Regions from separate parts of the Salmo salar genome. Here region 2 is linked to region 1. The links are chromatin contacts, called in public Hi-C maps. All regions are on one chromosome and are shown on one strand. The core of a region is the stretch at or near the end of the contact, and the rest is flanking DNA. Distances in the headings are between cores, read along the strand shown. Region 1 holds the start of LOC106586554 (WD repeat-containing protein 3). Region 2 holds the start of LOC106586607 (mannosidase, alpha, class 1A, member 2).

The links. Hi-C and Micro-C count contacts between places; a contact is called where the count stands out from the background.
Region 2: a contact with region 1 is called in a Hi-C map of muscle, with 9 times the contacts expected there. The contact joins the promoter of LOC106586607 here to the promoter of LOC106586554 in region 1. A contact is called at or near these places in 3 of 3 Hi-C or Micro-C datasets (blood, gill and muscle).

Annotation. Positions count from the first base shown.
Region 1 is chrssa25:31,739,798-31,744,831 of Ssal_v3.1, forward strand. It overlaps LOC106586554 (WD repeat-containing protein 3), which reads right to left and starts at 2,734. Exons shown (of 20, transcript XM_045707433.1): 1 at 2,463-2,734; 2 at 1,257-1,353; 3 at 1,004-1,063; 4 at 715-910; 5 at 684-712; 6 at 391-484; 7 at 33-134. The coding sequence starts at 1,294. LOC106586605 (ganglioside-induced differentiation-associated protein 2) reads left to right here and starts at 2,519. Exons shown (of 13, transcript XM_014174068.2): 1 at 2,519-2,775.
Region 2 is chrssa25:31,940,291-31,945,640 of Ssal_v3.1, forward strand. It overlaps LOC106586607 (mannosidase, alpha, class 1A, member 2), which reads right to left and starts at 2,187. Exons shown (of 15, transcript XM_014174073.2): 1 at 1,979-2,187; 2 at 1,281-1,340; 3 at 202-671. The coding sequence starts at 515.

The DNA of each region.
Region 1 (5,034 bases), core at 1,484-3,983:
TGGACAGGCAGATCCTGACACACAGACAGTACCTGATCAGGAGACAGACAGAGGGACCACAGAGCTCCGTTATGGGCATCGACAGTCTCCAGGAGGGTTCCTGATGCCAAGTAAAAGATCTGAATCTTACCACTCTGACAGGAGAGGAGAGAGACAGACTAGGTTAGCCCATAGACATTACATCATTGTATCTGTCCCACTATGGCGTCTGTGAGAGCATGGGCAGCGCCAACATGGCAAAAGTCCTCAATGGCACTGCTCATTATAAAACAGGCTTGGGCACTAGAGTCCTCTCTCGGTAAACCTGAGTTCCACACAATAGTCCAATACTGGATAATGCACATCTGCAGTAGTTTGGTGTATGTTAGTGTGTGCATGCATGTGTGTTACCTTGGTTCCTAGGATGATCTGCATGTCTCCAGGGACGAACAGGGAGCAGAGGGCGTACTCACACGCCATGGTGCGAATTACCTGCAGGGTAGACCTGCGACAGAGAGGAACTTCCTGTTACGACACCCAATCAGAATGAAGAAAACATCTTATAATATGTGTCTAGGTGTCATAATATATGTAAACTTTTAAAGATGCTGGAAAGCCTAAAGCTTTAATTAACTAGATTTAACTTATACAGTGAAACCCCATGGTCAGGTCAATCCTAGTGCTGTGTGACCTGATGTTTCCACCTGTTCCAGACTTTGACAGTGTCCCCGGAGAGGCGGAAAGGACAGCAATGTTGTCTGAGCTGAAGGCCAATGTGTGGGCACCCTGGTCCCCCATGGTGATCCTGGAGGTCTTAGTGCCCGTGGGGTTCTTGTCAGTCGTCTTGAGGCTGTAAGTCTCCACTGTGTTGTTCTGGAGCAGCATGGCTACCTTCAACTCCCCACCCGCACACAGCAGGCAGTCCACCCATCTAGGATATAAAGTGACACAAAATGTTGGTTGGTTGATTGAGTGTGTGAGTGTACCTAATCTTGGCAGAGGCCTTGATGTTGGTCAGTCTCACAATCTCATTTGCCAGTTTCCTCTCCACCACAGGCTCTGGGGTGTCCTCCTCCTCTGCATCCTGCACATGAGGGGGCAGCAGCACCTCACCTTTATATTTCACAAATGTAATCAACATAACTGTATATATAAATATTTGAAGTATTTAGTTTGATTGGAATTAGATTCCACACATATTTGACGAATGTCCCAACTTGAACTACATCTGCAGACTGGTTTTTGCCGTGGCTGTCACAAAAACCACTGCGACTTACCTGGCCTTCTTCTTGGCTCTCTTCAGCTTCTTGGCCATCACCCTCTCCACCTCGTCCTCGGCAACACACTGAACACCTCCAGCACCGTGTCAGAGCCCTGACGAAAGAGAGGGATGGGGAAAAGTAGGAAAGATCAGAGAGAGGAAGAATACACATCATGCTAGCGATCCGAGAAATGCATGACAATAAACCAAACACCGACCTCTATTGGACACTGTACTTACAAAGATTTTGTAAATATAATTTCACCTAATTGGTAGTTTAGCAGGTAGAATAGGGAACAATGAAACATTCAGGGACGTGAGGGTAATGTGGTCGAATACTGTTGAAGGCACTCTATTTAAAATAAATGTATGTGAAACCACACTTTCTGCATTGTTGTTCAAATAAATCGTTTTATTTAGTATAGTATCGCTTATGTCTTAAGCATCCGAAATAATGCCATAGATTGGGTTTTAGAAAAATAGTCCTCCTGAAAGCAAAACATGGAAGCATTATGTAAACCTGCTGGTGTTCCAACTGGCCCTACTAAAGTCAACGATTTACCGCTGAGCCACGGAGTTTTGATGAAAACAGTACAGAGAAAAAAATGTATATTTCATAATCATACACTGCTGTTTATTGTTGACCAGCAGATGTCCCTAATGTGCACCGTGAACCGATAATGAAGCTCCAAGTAATTAACCGTTTTTTAGCACAATTTTGTGAAAGCTCCGAAGCCTTCAGAAAGCTTAACCCTAACCTTAAATTAAGACCAAAAAACGTATTTGTGTTTTCATGAATTTTTACGATATATCCATATATATTTTGGGGGGCTATGGTAACTAGTGGAAACCCGTTCTGTCTTCTGGGCACACGAGGAAGACCCTACTAATCAAACACACATTGTAGTCGAACACATAGACTGATTTAAAAAATAAAAAAAATACAGAAACACATAGACACAGAGAGGCAGAAAATACGTATATTTTAAATATTTTGTTATGATTATTGTACTTATAATCTTGTTCAATAGCAATTGAACTATCGATCAGTCACATTAAGTAGTGTTTGTATTTATTACATTAGTCTGTTTTATGGGGTTGCTTCTTGTGTTGTTGTTTATTTTATAAAAAAATATCTCTGCTCTATGCCATATATTTGACCATATATCTAAATGCATACATTTACCTACAATATAGAAAATGCTCTCGAGGATTTACTTACCGGTAGCTGCAATTCTAATAGGTCCTCTGAGTGCTGTACTATGCGTTTTACACAAATGTTGGGATTTATTGTACGTCCCTGGGCATTATTCCGGAAGGGATTGTTATGCGTGTTTGGGTTCTTCCTAGTGAATCAGCTGATCAGGAACTCACCAAACTATAGTAAACGTGACTGCGCGATGGGAATTGGCTTGATCAAATCAAGTTTTGCCATGTTTGTGATCATAACAAAATCATGAAGACTCCCTGCATTCGATGCTTTTTGTAATTCAGTCCTGCTCGGAGAAAACATATTCGTGGACGAAGGAAAACGGGTAGGTGTAAATGTTTCTTCTGATTACCTAACGTTAGCTAGATAAATATTGAATTTCCTTCCCCTTTTCGACATGCTACTATTTGCTGTCGTGCTAGCAGGTTATTTGCGAATCAAAGTAAAACGAAAGCAAATGCTGCACTGGTAATATATGTGATGGTCTGCTGAACTCGAGCTCCATGGTTGGTGATGACGACACATTTTATGTTCTCATTTGATGTTTTCCCTATAAATGGGGCCAATTTAATCGTTCAAATGGTAATAACATATGAGTAATGGCACAAGCAAAAACACGAGGAAATGTTTGACCATGCTTCAGTAAACACAAATATAGACTTTTTTCAAGTTATGAAAATGAACTAGTATATCTTTATCTTCATTCTGCATTTCATCGAGTCCTTATGGTCAATTCAAATTCCCTGTCTGTTTAGGTGTACTGACGTAACAGTAATGAGTCAGACCTTGCTTGCCATACTCACCCAGTTTGCTCTAACTGCCACCTAACCTACCAAAAATGCAATCAGAATATTCCAAACATAATAAAATGTCTACTGACAAATGTGTCATATGCTATTTAGGTGATAGGCTTTATTTGTCAGGTTGTAGACTAGAGGTTACAGAAGTCCTTAAAACTGGTTAATTTATTACTGTCTAGAACTACACTGAAGAAAAATGTAACCGCAACACGTAAAGTGTTGGTTCCATGAGCTGAAATAAAAGATCCAGCAACTTCACACAGCCATTAAAGAGGAGTGGGACAACATTCCACAGGCCACAATCAACAGCCTGATAAACACTATGCGAAGGAGATGTCGCGCTGCATGAGGCAAATGGTGGTCACGTCAGATACTGACTGGTTTTCTGATAGACGGCTAGGGTTGCAAAGGGTCAGAAACTTTCCATTAAATTAAGTTAAGCCCTGGAATTTGGGGAATTTTGCTTAAATTCATCAAAAAACCTTAGCATGTAACAGTTAACCTTTTTTTGTCGGATACACATAAGGCATTTCTAGGTCTTGTGGCATATTTTGGTTAAACTATCCCCAATTCAATGGAATTGCAACCCTCTGCATGCACAGTGCATTCTTCCATCACATGTGCAGTGCATTCTTCCATCACATGTACAGCTGATTCTGAAGATCATGCACTCTAATGAGATGCTTTTGAGCCCACACTACTACACTGTCTGAGCCAAGGACTACATGCTTTCTGTTAAGTTTTGATTACAATACTGGGTGGGGTGAATATATTTTATATGACATACATGATTTTTTTTGTTAACTAGTAAATAGTAGCCTACAGCAAAGTGTGTTTTTAAATCATTTCTAACTTGTTAACAATTTCTGCTAGTTAGTTTTTGCTACCATGTGGGTTTTAGCTTGCTTGAGCCTGCTAATTGAGGAGTGTTAATTCACCTGTTGCCATACATGTTTCATTTTGAAACATTCATCATACAAAGGAGTTGTTTAATCTAACTGCCTAACTATTTATCTGTACATGGAGTTGTATTTTTTTATTTTTACTCGTTTTTTCTAATCTTTACAGGAAAATACCACGGGTACTATCTGATGTGTGGAGACATTTCACTGCAGCTAATGTAGAAGGAAAAGCTGTGTACATTTGCAAATACTGTGCCATATATATATATATATATATATATTTATTTATTTATTTATTTTACCTTTATTTAACTAGGCAAGTCAGTTAAGAACAAATTCTTATTTTCAATGACGGCCTAGGAACAGTGGGTTAACTGCCTTTTTCAGGGGCAGAATGACAGATTTTTACCTTGTCAGCTCAGGGATTCGATCTTGCAACCTTTCGTTTACTAGTCCAACGGTCTAACCACTAGGCTACCTGCCGCCCCGGCAGAGATACAGAATCATCTGGCCAAGTGCATAAAGTTCCCTCGGCGCTCACAACAAGCAACCTCTGGCAAAAGTCCCTCTACTTCTATTCGAGGTGAAAATGATGTATCAGACACCTTATCAATAGCAACTGCTCATGGTCCTCCTGGAATTAGAAGTTTTTTTGACTCCATGGAGGAACGTAGTCAGAGAAATGCTGATGAATGTCTTGCTCGAGTTGTGCATGCAACTGGTTCATCTCTGATGCTCACAGGCAATGTGCATTGGAAGAGATTTCTAAATGTTCTTCACCCAGCCTACACCCTTCCAACCAGACATGCTTTATCTACTAATTTGTTGGATGCAGAGTTCAACAGAGTTCAATTGAAGGTCAAGCAAATCATAGAGAAAGCA
Region 2 (5,350 bases), core at 937-3,436, 200 kb after region 1:
AAATAAGATTTTGTTCTTAACTGATATGCCTAGTTAAATAAAGGTTAGATTTAAAAAATGTTTTTAAATAAAAGCAGTGTCTAATAATTGTAGCCTAGTTGGAGTTGCTTTAGAGATTGCACTTTTGTAGTGCATTTTAATTCACACTGACATGTGTAAAGTTTAGGGAGCAACAGGTGCGCAGTCCTCAGCATCTCTTACCTGTGTCTGTGTTCATCATGGTCCCCCTGTCCATGTATGACCACCTGTCCACCAGGATGCTTAGCTCCTTTGGGCGCCTCGATGTGCGGAATCAGCACGTCTTCCAAGCCCAGGTCGAAGCGCTTGTGTTTTGAGTTGTCCGGGAGGAAGAAGAAAGCTCCAAAGCATAAAGTGATGAAGGCACTGAGGATGAGGAGAAGGATAAACTTCTCTGAGAGCCTCAGAGTGGCTCTGTGGTGTGGGAAAGAGGCGGCGCCGGGTGACAGGGTGGGTATCCTGCGGCCCGACAGTGGCAGTAGAGCTGGTGTGGTCATGTTGGACTGTGGAATTTAACTCAGGGTGGACAAATGTCACGGCTGTATTATCTGCTGCTGTATTATCTCATTGTGGCGGCGAGTACGTGTCCAGAAATCAAGTGTCGTGGTCCCTCAGTGAAGTGACTGGTCACCAGTAAATGTATGGGTTTGATTCTGAAATTGAAGGAGAGAGTAATGAGGAAATAGCAGGTAGCTACATTACTCCGATATTATCGTATGGTTGATTAGCCTGAAAACTGCCTGTCTTACAGTCAGACAAATAGCATAAAAAAAAGGTCACACAGAATACACTGGAGGCTTTTAAAAGTCATTACATTTACGAAAACATGAGCACATGCTTCTGACTAGGGTGAACTGTACTATATTTATGAAGCACACAATCTTAGTTTGTCCATAAGGATAAGTCATACAGAACGCACAGTGCATTGAAAGCACTTCCCCAGGAGTGTCGGCAAATAAATGTGTCAAACCGGTTTGAAAAGGGAAAGATATTTCTAGGTATGCAGGCTAGCAGATGTTACATAAAATAGCTACGTAGATCGCAGAAACACCTGCGTGAGCGCGTGATACCATCAAAACCACCACCCTTCAGCGATATACCTAGGGTATTAAACTCCACTTCTTCACCGTGGAGTTTAGTCAGTTATGATATAACAAATGTAGTGCGAGACGACACATTGTTTAAAAATAATGTTACTGTAATATAATTCAAAGTAGCACTTAAGAATATTTAGTTAATCAGCATGGAGAAACCAATCTTACCGTGCAAATCCTTTTGTCATTCTGATCCATGTTGTTTGGTTGTGACGCTAACGTTGTGAACTGGATAACAAAAAAACGAATCAAACCGAACGACAACTATTAATACAGTTAAGCAATTGTTTAATACCTAACTAACTAAATGTTGTAAACTAATTGAGCAGGATACATAGCTTTCAAACAGTGAGAAATTAACATCCGAGCGATTGTCGCATCATCGACAAGAATGAAGCCTTAATAGTTAAATTACCGAGAAACTCCCCCATTACCATTTCATAAACAAATGCGCAGGTAAAATGTTATGTTCCCTTTAAAATCAACCACGTCTTGCTAGCTAGTTGAATACTCCCAATATTTTCTCAGCTTCCTCACACTGCCCTACGTCTGATGTCGGCGTCTCCACAGAATACCAAGTTCATCCGCTGAATTGACAGGCTTGGCTAGCACAGCTAGATGGCTAGCTAGCTAAAGGAGAAACTGACTATCTACCATTAGCTGATTAAACACATACATGTGCACCCGCAATATTATATTGTAATATTAGCAACTTTTCTTTCGGATATGTTGAGGTTTGTAAAACGACTTGGCCAAAAGACTGCGCCTTTTTCTGTAAAGGCATCTACCTAGCTAGCTACTGTAAGCTAGCTAGCTATCAGAGGCGGTCCGTTACGATTGTTTCGCTGCTGCTGCTGCTGCATCACCTCAATAATGCCTTTGAGGAAATCGGTGACAGAAAAGCATCCTAGTCCACAGTTTCCAAATAGCCGCTTTAAGAAATGTGCTCATGTCTTCAGGTAGCTAGTTATGATTTCCTTTAGGAGTTTTGCTTTCCACTTTGCTTCTTTCGTTGTGGATAACTGGCCCTGTCTATGTTCAGGCATGTTGACACTGCTGCAAAGAACGAAGGCTCCTCCCCTCAATCTCAGCCTGGTAAATTTAGGGAGCGTCTATCAATTTCGAAAGGCTATTTGCAACGTGCTTATCTGTGTAAATTAGCAGTGTTCTGGCATATCTGATATTTTTACACTAATAGGTGTTTTGATAATCAGATCAGATGTCATTGGTCAAAAAGAATGCATTTCACAGGGATGCTGGCCAAGGCTGACTTCAATGCTTCACACAGTTGTGTCAAATTGGCCGGATGTCCTTTGGATGGTGGAACAGTATTGAGACACACGGAAACTGTTGAGCGTGAAAAAAACAGCAGCGTTGCAGTTCTTGACACATACCTGGAACTTACATATTTTGTCTTGACCATTCACCCTCTGAATGGCACAAACACACAATCTATTTTTTATTTTATTTTTATTTCACCTTTATTTAACCAGGTAGGCTAGTTGAGAACAAGTTCTCATTTACAACTGCGACCTGGCCAAGATAAAGCAAAGCAGTGCGACACAAACAACAACACAGAGTTACACATGGAATAAACAAGCGTACAGTCAATAACACAATATAAAAAAAAAGTCTATATACAGTGTGCAAATGGTGTGAAGAGGTAAGGCAATAAATAGGCCATAGTAGCGAAGTAATTACAATTTAGCAAATTAACACTGGAGTGATAGATGTGCAGATGATGATGTGCAAGTAGAAATACTGGTGTGCAAAAGAGCAGAAAAGTAAGTAAAAACAATATGGGGATGAGGTAGGTAGATTGGATGGGCTATTTACAGATGGGCTATGAACAGCTGCAGCGATCGGTTAGCTGCTCAGATAGCTGATGTTTAAAGTTAGTGAGGGAAATATAAGGCTTCAGCGATTTTTGCAATTCGTTCCAGTCATTGGCAGCAGAGAACTGGAAGGAAAGGAGATATACCTGCTGGAGCGTGTGCTACGGGTGGGTGCTGTTATCGTGACCAGTGAGCTGAGATAAGGCGGAGCTTTACCTAGCAAAGACTTATAGATGACCTGGAGCCAGTGGGTCTGGCGACGAATATGTAGCGAGGGCCAGCCAACTAGAGCATACAGGTCGCAGTGGTGGGTGGCTTTGGTGCCAAAACGGATGGCACTGTGATAGACTGCATCCAGTATGCTGAGTAGAGTGTTTGAGGCTATTTTGTAAATGACATCACCAAAGTCGAGGATCGGTAGGATAGTCAGTTTTACGAGGGTATGTTTGGCGGCGTGAGTGAAGGAGGCTTTGTTGCAAAATAGGAAGCCGATTCTAGATTTAATTTTGGATTGGAGATGTTTAATAAGAGTCTGGAAGGAGAGTTTACAGTCTAGCCAGACACCTAGGTATTTATAGTTGTCCACATATTCTAAGTCAGAACCGTCCAGAGTAGTGATGCTAGTCGAGCGGTCGGGTGCTGGCAGCGAATGGTTGAAAAGCATGCATTTAGTTTTACTAGCGTTTAAGAGCAGTTGGAGGCCACAGAAGGAGTGTTGTATGGCATTGAAGCTCGTTTGGAGGTTTGTTAACACAGTGTCCAAAGAAGGGCCAGAAGTATACAGAATGGTGTCGTCTGCGTAGAGGTGGATCAGGGAATATCGCGCAGCAAGAGCGACATCGTTGATATATATGCAGAGAAAAGAGTCGGCCCGAGAATTGAACCCTGTGGTACCCCCATAGAGACTGCCAGAGGTCTGGACAACAGGACCTCCGATTTCACACTGAACTCTATCTGAGAAGTAGTTGGTGAACCAGGCGAGGCAGTCATTTGAGAAACCAAGGCTGTTGAGACTGCCGATAAGAATACGGTGATTGACAGAGTCGAACGCCTTGGCCAGGTTGATGAAGACGGCTGCACAGTACTGTATTTTATCGATGGCGGTTATGATATCGTTTAGTACCTTGAGCGTGGCTGAGGTGCACCCGTGACCAGCTCGGAAACCGGATTGCATAGCGGAGAAGGTACGGTGGGATTCGAAATGGTCAGTGATCTGTTTGTTAACTTGGCTTTCGAAGACTTTAGAAAGGCAGGGCAGGATGGATATAGGTATATAACAGTTTGGGTCTAGAGTGTCACCCCCTTTGAAGAGGGGGATGACCGCGGCAGCTTTCCAATCTTTAGGGATCTCGAATGATACAAAAGAGAGGTTGAACAGACTGGTAAATAGGGGTTTCAACAATGGCGGCAGATCATTTTAGAAAGAGAGGGTCCAGATAGTCTAGCCAGACTGATTTGTACGGGTCCAGGTTTTGCAGCTCTTTCAGAACATCTGCTATCTGGATTTGGGTGAAGGAGAAGCTGGGGAGGCTTGGGCAAGTTGCTGCGGGGGGTGCGGAGCTGTTGGCCGTGGTTGGGGTAGCCAGGAGGAAAGCATGGCCAGCCGTAGAGAAATGCTTATTGAAATTATCGATTATCGTGGATTTATCAGTGGTGACAGTGTTACCTAGCCTCAGTGCAGTGGGCAGCAGGGAGGAGGTGCTCTTATTCTCCATGGACTTTACAGTGTCCCAAAACTTTTTGGAGTTAGAGCTACAGGATGCAAATTTCTGTTTGAAAAAGCTAGCTTTTGCTTTCCTGACTGACTGCGTGTATTGGTTCCTGACTTCCCTGAAAAGTTGCATATCGCGGGGACTATTCGATGCTAGTGCAGTCCGCCACAGGACGTTTTTGTGCTGGTTGAGGGCAGTCAGGTCTGGAGTGAACCAAGGGCTATATCTGTTCTAAGTTCTACATTTTTTGAAAGGGGCATGCTTATTTAAGATGGTGAGGAAATTATTTTTAAAGAACGACCAGGCATCCCCGACTGACGGGAGGTCAATATCCTTCCAGGATACCCGAGCCAGGTCGATTAGAAAGGCCTGCTCGCAGAATTGTTTTAGGGAGCGTTTGACAGTGATGAGGGCTGGTCGTTTGATCACGGACCCATTGCGGATGCAGGTCAATGAGGCAGTGATCGCTGAGATCCTGAATGAAAACCGTAGAGGTGTATTTGGAGGGCAAGTTGGTCAGGATAATATCTATGAGGGTGCCCATGTTTACGGATTTAGGGTTGTACCTGGTGGGTTCCTTGATAATTTGTGTGAGATTGAGGGCATCTAGCTTAGATTGTAGGACTGCCGGGGTGTTAATCATATCCCAGTTTAGGTCACCTAACAGAACGAACTCTGAAGATAGATGGGG